Regions from separate parts of the Mus musculus genome. Here region 2 is linked to region 1. The links are chromatin contacts, called in public HiChIP or PLAC-seq maps. All regions are on one chromosome and are shown on one strand. The core of a region is the stretch at or near the end of the contact, and the rest is flanking DNA. Distances in the headings are between cores, read along the strand shown. Region 1 overlaps Dock2 (dedicator of cyto-kinesis 2). Region 2 holds the start of Dock2 (dedicator of cyto-kinesis 2).

What was found. HiChIP or PLAC-seq counts read pairs in DNA pulled down with a chosen protein or histone mark.
Region 2: an H3K4me3 HiChIP or PLAC-seq map of bone marrow-derived macrophages shows a contact between it and region 1, with 3 times the contacts expected there. The contact joins the promoter of Dock2 here to the enhancer-like site in region 1. A contact is called at or near these places in 6 of 39 promoter capture datasets (the C10 cell line, the HPC-7 cell line, neutrophils and 1 more), 2 of 15 datasets of contacts at CTCF or cohesin (CD8 T cells and large pre-B cells), 65 of 484 Hi-C or Micro-C datasets (B cells, the BV-2 cell line, the Ba/F3 cell line and 40 more), 21 of 115 datasets of contacts at active chromatin or transcription factors (the 230-238 cell line, CD8 T cells, the SCID.adh cell line and 14 more) and 4 of 9 other capture datasets (adipose tissue, liver, macrophages and 1 more).

What each region holds. Positions count from the first base shown.
Region 1 is chr11:34,735,703-34,739,617 of GRCm38.p6, reverse strand. All of the region lies in intron 2 of Dock2 (dedicator of cyto-kinesis 2), which reads left to right. Among named protein-coding and RNA genes, the nearest start is that of Gm51858, 43 kb to the right of the region's middle. Within about 2 kb of position 2,132, at least 38 of the 459 cell types and tissues checked have an H3K27ac peak or open chromatin away from gene starts, as enhancers often do. A contact at or near this core is called in B cells, the BV-2 cell line, the Ba/F3 cell line and 11 more, where this site is marked.
Region 2 is chr11:34,782,026-34,785,940 of GRCm38.p6, reverse strand. Dock2 (dedicator of cyto-kinesis 2) reads left to right here and starts at 2,036. Exons shown (of 52, transcript NM_033374.3): 1 at 2,036-2,160. The coding sequence starts at 2,118.

The DNA.
Region 1 (3,915 bases), core at 883-3,382:
AATGACAAAAAAGTCTGTTTACGGATACTTGTGTATGTCAGGGCTGTGGGGTCTATTATAGTAGTAAGGGGGGGGGGGGCTCTAGACAGAGACTCCAGAAAATTTTTGGACTTGTTTCCAGTAAAATATGACCGTGGGGAGGGGCAAGGAAAGAGGCTACTGGGAGATTTGAGTTGTTATAAAGCAATGTAATACTTCACTGTTTTCTACAGAGAGTATCTCATGACAGGGTTCTGAGAGCCAGCCTTCTTGCCCGCCAACATCTGCAGCTCTTCAGAGCTGTCAGATGCCCTTGCCTGCAGGACTGTGTGGGCCACAAAGAGCTCTGGGTAGGTGGTGAAGGATTGAATCTACCATGGGTAGAGTGGGGCACACCAGAATCTACAGCACCTTCTGTACTAGCAACCCTGTCAAGGGTGATTGTGACCCAAACAATGGGGACATTGTGAGCTCTTCACAGGGGATCATTTGAAGAACCACTCTGCCAGGAGGCCTCCTTTGTTCAGCTGTGTGCGAGAAGCTGCTGGGTGTGAAAGGGATTCTATTGTTTGGAGGATGCTGCTCCACTCTCTGAAAGTTGAAACCCACTTTTCCTGTTTTTTTGAATGAGGGTGGGGCTGAGATGTCAGTGAGCTTGAGTTCTGTCTCATTTATTCTGTTGTTATGGAAATATGTTGAAAGGACATCAATAAAAAGAATGAGATTCTAAGTCTGTAGGTTCTGGAAACAAAATAGAAAACATTTCTAACTTGTTGGATTATGATATTAATTTAACTATTGTCCAAAAAAGGACATGGTACCCACTAACCTTTTGAATATTTTCCGTATGGCAGGCACAGGGAAATAGATCCCTCTGAACACTTCACACAATTTAAATTTGACAAGGCAGCTGTGATTATTCCTATTCAACATGTCACTTGTCAACGATCACTCAGATAGGAGGACTCAGATCTTCATTCTAAGCCAAGTTTTGACTACACACTCATTTTTAAATACATACATTTTATTATCTATAGTGGAGGTATACAACATAATGGTATCCTTCGTCCCTCCCTCCCTCCCTCCCTTCCTTTTTTCTTCCTTCTCCTGCTCCTTTTAGATTTTATTTCTTTTATATATGTGGGTAAAACATCTCTCTCTTCAGACACACCAGAAGAGGGCATCAATACCATTGCAGATGGTTGTGAGGTACCATGTGGTTGCTGGGAATTGAACTCAGGACTTCTGGAAGAGCAGTCAGTGTTCTTAACCACTGAGCCACCTCTCCAGCCCCTTGTTATTGTTTTCTTAACTGGAGTCTGTCTGCTGCGCGTGTCCTTCTTGACTTCTTCAGTTTGCATATCTACTGCTTTGTATCTTCTGACCTATGTCTCGAATTTCCTGAATATATTCCTGAATATAACCTGTTCATATTGTATTTTTTGTGTGTATGTTTCCTGGACCGGTCCTTTGGCACTGCCCAGTTGGTGTGCTCTTCTCTGGGAAGACCAGCCCTCCTACTCCCAGCATTCCTCAGTTGCCTGCATGTCTTTGTGTTAGATGGTGGCCTCTGTGGCTTGTTCTTGTCTACTTAGGTGTGTCCATTGGTTTCATCCTTGTTCGGCTCACATTCGGGCTGTCATGATGGTGTTATGGAGTTAACTTCTGATGTTACTAGGAGACACCATCTCAGAGCAAACTCCCTGACCCTCTGGTTCTTTATTGTTATTAGATGTCACACGCAGATGAGATCATAGAGTATTTTTTTTCTGCTATGTGCTTATTAAAGGCATGCACCACCACGCTCAGCTGAGTAGTGTTCTGCTTGTATAGTGCACTTGATACACCTCTGCTTCTTTGTTCACTCACTGATGGGTGCTTCCTGGTGCACGACTTTAATCCCAGCACTCGGGAAGCAGAGACAGGCAGATTTCTGAGTTCGAGGCCAGCCTGGTCTACAGAGTGAGTTCTAGGACAGCCAGGGCTACACAGAGAAACCCTGTCTCGAAAAAACAAACAACAACAACAAAAACCCAACCAACCAACCAAACAAACAAACCTTAACTTTTATGAACAGAGCTGCAGACTATTATGAACATGGGAGCACAGACATCTTAAAGAACTGGTGATGTCATTTCCTTTGGGTAGATGTCTAGGAGGGAGCTTGTTGGCCATGTGGAAGTTCTATTTTTAAAGATTTTAGTAACCATTAGCCTTTTTTTTTTTCCATAGCAGTTGTACTCATAGAGATGAGTAACAACGGTATACTTCCTACCAACAGTATACTTAGTTTGTTTCCTTGTTAACACTCATTTATTACCTCTTGACTTTTTGAACGTATCCTTATCAGTAAACACGGGCAGTGTCTTGTGGTTTGGATTTGCAGTACCCTGATGACTAATAATGCCCAGGGACTTCTCATATTCTCGTTAGCAGTTTTCTATATTTTCTGTAAAAATGGTCCATGTTTTAAATGGATTGCTTGCTTTTGTACTACTGGGTCAGATGATTCCTTCATTATTTTTAGTATTTTCCCCTTATTAGACAAATAGTTTGCAATTTTTTTTCAGTCTCCAAGTTGCCATCTGATTTCGTTCATTACTTCCTTTACTTCATAGGAGGCTTTTAATCAGAGCCCATACTCTTAACCTCTGATCAAATAATTCCTATTTGATCTTGATATTATTAGATATTATTGATTATTATTATTACAGAGGAAAGTAAAAGTACTTTCAGGTACTCATCACTTAGATAAATAGTAACATTCTTGCTTCATATATTCCTTAAAAATACTCAGATGTAAGTTGGGCAGTGGTGGTAGCCATGCCTTTAATCCCAGCACTTGGGAGGCAGAGGCAGGGGGATCTGGAGTTCAAGGCCAGCCTGGTCTACAAAGTGAGTTCAGGAACAGCCAAGGCTACAACGAGAAATCCTGTCTCAAAAAAGAAAAAGAAAAACAAAAACAAAAACAAAAAAAACCCTAAAACTCCCAAACTCCCCAACCCCTCAGGTGTGACCGAGATCCCAGCTGATTGTCCCCATGTTCCTGTCTTTCCATTTTGCCCACAAGCAAGCCATGGTTATCTTGAAATTGGAATGTTTTCTTCCTGTTCAATGTTTCGTATCTTTATTAAATGCATTTCTTTATAATCGCGTTATTTATTTATTTGGAATTATGTGTATGTGTGTCTCTGGATGGGTATGTGTAGTTGAGTTCAGGCGCCCACAGAATCCAGAGATCTCAGCTCCTCTGGAGCCAGAGTTTTAGGGTGTTGTGAACCACTTAATACGGGTGTTAGGAACCGAACTCAGGTCTCCTGTAAGAGCAATGGGTGCTGTTCACTGTATAACTATTTCCTCAGCCTCTGTAATGATGTTTTAAAAATAGTTCTTGTGACAATCCTCTGAGGAAAGGTGCTACTTTTATCAGATAAGAACATTGAGGCTTATGACATGACCAAGTTCTGCCTAAAAATGGCAGACAGAGGGTGCTTTTTCTTGGTTCTAGGAGATTTTGAATCTTTCCTCTCTCCCTTTTGTGTATTTTTGGGTTACATGTGTGCTGTAGGAAGGGAGTACAACTGAACAGCTGCCATTTCACAGTTGTCTGGAAGACTTGGAAGAAATTTTACTTTGCTCATTTTCCCTCGGGGCACGGGACTTAGCATCCAGGCTGCTGTAGAGAATGCCATAGAGTTCACATGCTAAGTGGCAGAGATGGAATTCTGTGGTAGAGTAGGGAAATCCAAGATCAAGGTGTTGGCAGATGTGGTGTCAGGTAAGGGCTGGGTTCTCCTCTGCACATGGCTTTCTTCTGCCTCCGCATCTAATGGTAGAGGAGTTTTCAGAGTTCGGGCTCTGAACCGATAGACTTGGACTAAAGCTGTACTTGTGCAATCTTGGCTCAGTACACAACTGACTTATGTTTCAAGGCCA
Region 2 (3,915 bases), core at 787-3,286, 46 kb before region 1:
CTGTCTGAACTCCACCCCCTGCAGTTACCTGGCAATAGCCAGGTAAGCCTGACCCACTATAAAAGGGGCTACTTGTCTCCTCCTCCCTCTCTTACTCTTTCTTCCCTCTTGCTTTTCCCTTGCTCGTCCTTTCCCCTTCCCTGACCCTTTCTTCATGTGCTCATGGCCATGGTCGGCCTTTACTTCTCTACTCTTTCTCTCTGCCTTTCTCTGACTCTACAACCCTCTACCCTCTTAGCTCCCCTCCCTATGACCTAAATAAAGTCTAGTCTATACTATACTGTGCCTTCCCTCAAGGGAAAGGGGTGTCTCAGCATGGGCCTGCCGAGACACCCCTTTCCCCATACCTTACCACAGCCCCATAGAACATGACTTATACCTCTTTATCTTTTTATAAACACATCACATGCTGTTCTCAGGTAACTCTCTGCCTCATGCTTGTGGATCAGATATAAGTGTTCTACTACTGCTCCAGCCCTATGTCTTCCTGCCTGCTCTCATGGTCCCTGCCAAGATGATCATGGATGGTACCACGCTCTTGAACTGTAAGCCCTAAATTAAATGCTTTCTTTGTAAGTTGCCTTGGTCATGGTCAGTGTTTTGTCACAACAACAAAAAATGTTACTAAGTAATGAATATTAAATGCATACACACATTCTCCTGGCTTTGATCTTTCCACAAAGCTGTGATATAGCTGCTTACTGTGGCTGCTGCTGCTGTGCTGTGCTGTCTTCCAAATCTTCTAGCTCTTACAAGGGCCACTAGAACACTTGTGACTATTCCCAAGAGATTCCCCAAGATTTGGCCTGTTGCCAAGGGAGAGTGGGGGAGTCATTAGAACCCCTTCTGGGATTTCAGCCAGTCCTTTCTGAGTGTCTCTGGCAGCTGCATGTAACTTTGTCTCAGGCATACATAGTCACATGGTCTGAGAGGTGACAGAGTGTGTGATGGATTAATGAAAGAGGAGACTATACCTATGCAGCTATGGGGAAGTTCTCATCCAATGTGGGGTGAGACATTTTAGTGATGTAGCTGTTTTGGGGTTCACCTATGCTCCTTTAAGTAACCCCTCAGTTGTGTTCCTAGAAGCAAATTCAACGAACTCTTTGATTTCCCAACCTAGACTTGAGAGGAGTCATTGCTAAGGTCTGTCATTAGAGCCCTATCTGTGGTGGGTAGAGGGTTTCATGTGTTCCTAGGGAAAAGTAATCTAACAGATGCACCCAACTTGTGCTGTCAGAAACTGAAAAGCCAATAAATTAAAATGAAAGAAAATTGGTATTTTGTGAAAACTGTCAGTAGTGATTTTGCCTGGTCTTTCCTAATGTGTCTGGGGTAGGGCAGAAAGAGGTTATGGGAAATGGTAATAAAGAAAGAAAATTCAAGGAGACTTAGATCATTGTGATGGTAGCCCTGAGAGATATTTTCCTCTTCAATTGAATCTATTCCAAGAGCAAACTTCAGGTTTGTGGGGAAATGTCTGTCTAATTCACCCTGGCTGTCTCTTGCCCTGCCCACGCTTGCTGGTGGTGAAGGTGCCCAGACCTGCTGGTGTGCCTGAGTAGTGTTAGAGGGAGGCTTCTGGGCTGGCATCGGATTCCCAGTTGGGTTCATGGCACAGAAAGGATGCTAACTAAAGTGACCCCATCTCTAGCGTGTCACTCACTGAGTACAGGTTCTTCTCTAATCCTCAGGAAAAGCAGGTGAAGGGGCAATCTTACCCCATCTTCCTGATGAAGAACCCGAAACACCGAGAAATGAAGATCAGCCCCCAAAGCTCATGCTTAGTCACTAACAGGGTTCAGAAGTCAGGGAAACTCTACCCTCGCGGTCTGGGTTGGCTTTAAGTACCTGTATGCCTTGTAGCCACTTTCCTCCGGAAGAGACAAATGAGGGTGGTCTCCAAATTTTGAAGGCAATCTTCTAGCCCTTGGCTGTGTGTGCCCCTGCTGGAGAAGAAGGGGGAGGAGGGAGTGGGGACCCAGAGGAGGGGAAGGCGGACCTTGAGAGAGAGAGAGTTTAAAAAGAGGAAGGAAGTGGGGCCCTGCAAGGCGCCTAACCACCCCAGCCAGCTTCTTCACTAGAGAACAGGAGGCTCTCAAGGCTCCGGTCTTGCCATGGCCCCCTGGCGCAAAACTGACAAGGAGCGTCACGGAGTGGGTAGGTGTGGGCAAGTGTGGGCACTGGGTCTGCGCTGCGGCAGAGGGCAGGTGGCTGGAGGCAGATGTGATGGGACCTGCAGGATGGGTGAGGGCAGGGCGGGCCATGCTAACTTATGGTCTGGAACGCAGTGCTTTCTCTCTGCTGCAGTCGCCGGGTTGAAGGAGAAAATGAAGGCAGAGAAAGTATATTCTTGCCTTCAGCCTCTCCCAAGTGCTTGCTCACACATCCTTAAGATGAGGTGGCCCCGCAGCTCTGTGTACCAGACTTTGCTTTGCACAGAGCACTCTCCATTAGCCAGTCTTCAAGCCACCATGGCTCTGTCCATCTCGTTTGCTGGTTTGCTCTCGGTCAGGTGACTCTGATCTAACTGCTCTAATATCCCAGGTATCCAGTTTGGGGCCGGGACAAAGCCAATGGGGTCTTTCATTAGAGCTTTTGAGAGAGTGAGTCCTGTCAAATTATCGGAGAAAACAGCCTCATCAGCTTCAGCCATCTAAGCTCCCAGAAGCCTCTGCTTCAAACTGGGGGCGGAAGTGGTGGCTGGGGGAAGGGAGGTGTCAGGTAATGTGACTCTAAGTGGCACCAGTGATGCAATCCTGCCAACTCTAAGTGAGAATTTAAAGGTTGACTGGGGGATTTCCATACTGCCAGATCGCAGATCTCCCCAAGAGAGGATGCTTCAACAGGCCGGGCCTGAGGCAGCTCAGAGGTGGGAGTGATAGATGCAGGGTGTGTGTGTGTATTCATGAGCCACAGTTTGAGAGTGGCTACTTTGGGGGTTCTCAGATCTATCCATCCTCTACAGGCAAGCATTTGGCACTGTGAGGCACTTTGAGATGAAAAGTCCCCAGCAGAGAACTGACAAGTCATATCTGCAAGGGGTCTCAGGTTCTCCATCCATAAAATGGGAAGTTTGAATTTGACTCAATAAAGGCTCCTTTAAAAGTTCAAAACTTCTCCAACTCCGGCCTTTCCACCTGGGGTATCCCCACTAGCAATTTATACAGGAACAGAAGGACTGTGAAAAGGGCAGGGGATGTGGGCGGGGCAACCTTGTGTCTTAGGGCAAATTAGCTGGCCTGGAGAAGCACGCTCAGAAAGGAAGGGCTCTTAAATCTGCTGTGAGGGGAGGCAAGGGTGTGGTGTGGGTTAAGTGGAAGCCTAGACCACACCCTTCCTCCCCCCACTCTATGACAGGTACTAACACTTTCCTATTTCATAGCATTGCATTGTGAAGGCCACTGGAGATGGTGGGCACAGGGCTTGGAGGGAGGCAAAAGGTTAGAGAAGTGTGAGGAGTTGAGACAGCTGGGCCATCTCTGGGTGCCTTAGGCAATCCCTACCAGGTTATTTTCCATTCCTGCTACAGCCTTGCCACAGGACTCCATCAGAGCTCCAGAGAAGGCCTGGGGTGGAAGCAGAGTAGACTCCTCCCAGGCAAGGCAGTGTGCTTAAGAAAGGCACAGCTTCTGCCTTGAGGAGTCTGGAGAAGGTTAGAAGTTTGGGTTGTGAAGTCCAACTTAAGTTCAAATCTAGACTTGTTTCTTCATCTGTAATGAGGTGAAGATGATGATGAGGAGGAGGAGGAGGAAGACGACAAAGATGATGACGGTCTGATGATATGGACCTGGGGTCATAATTGTAAAGCACTTGGTAAGACTCCTGGCCAAAATCAAGGGACAACTACAGAATCAAGATGGATTTAAAAGGATGGCTCTAATGCCAATTTCAGAGCAGTTGCTCCTAGTGAGA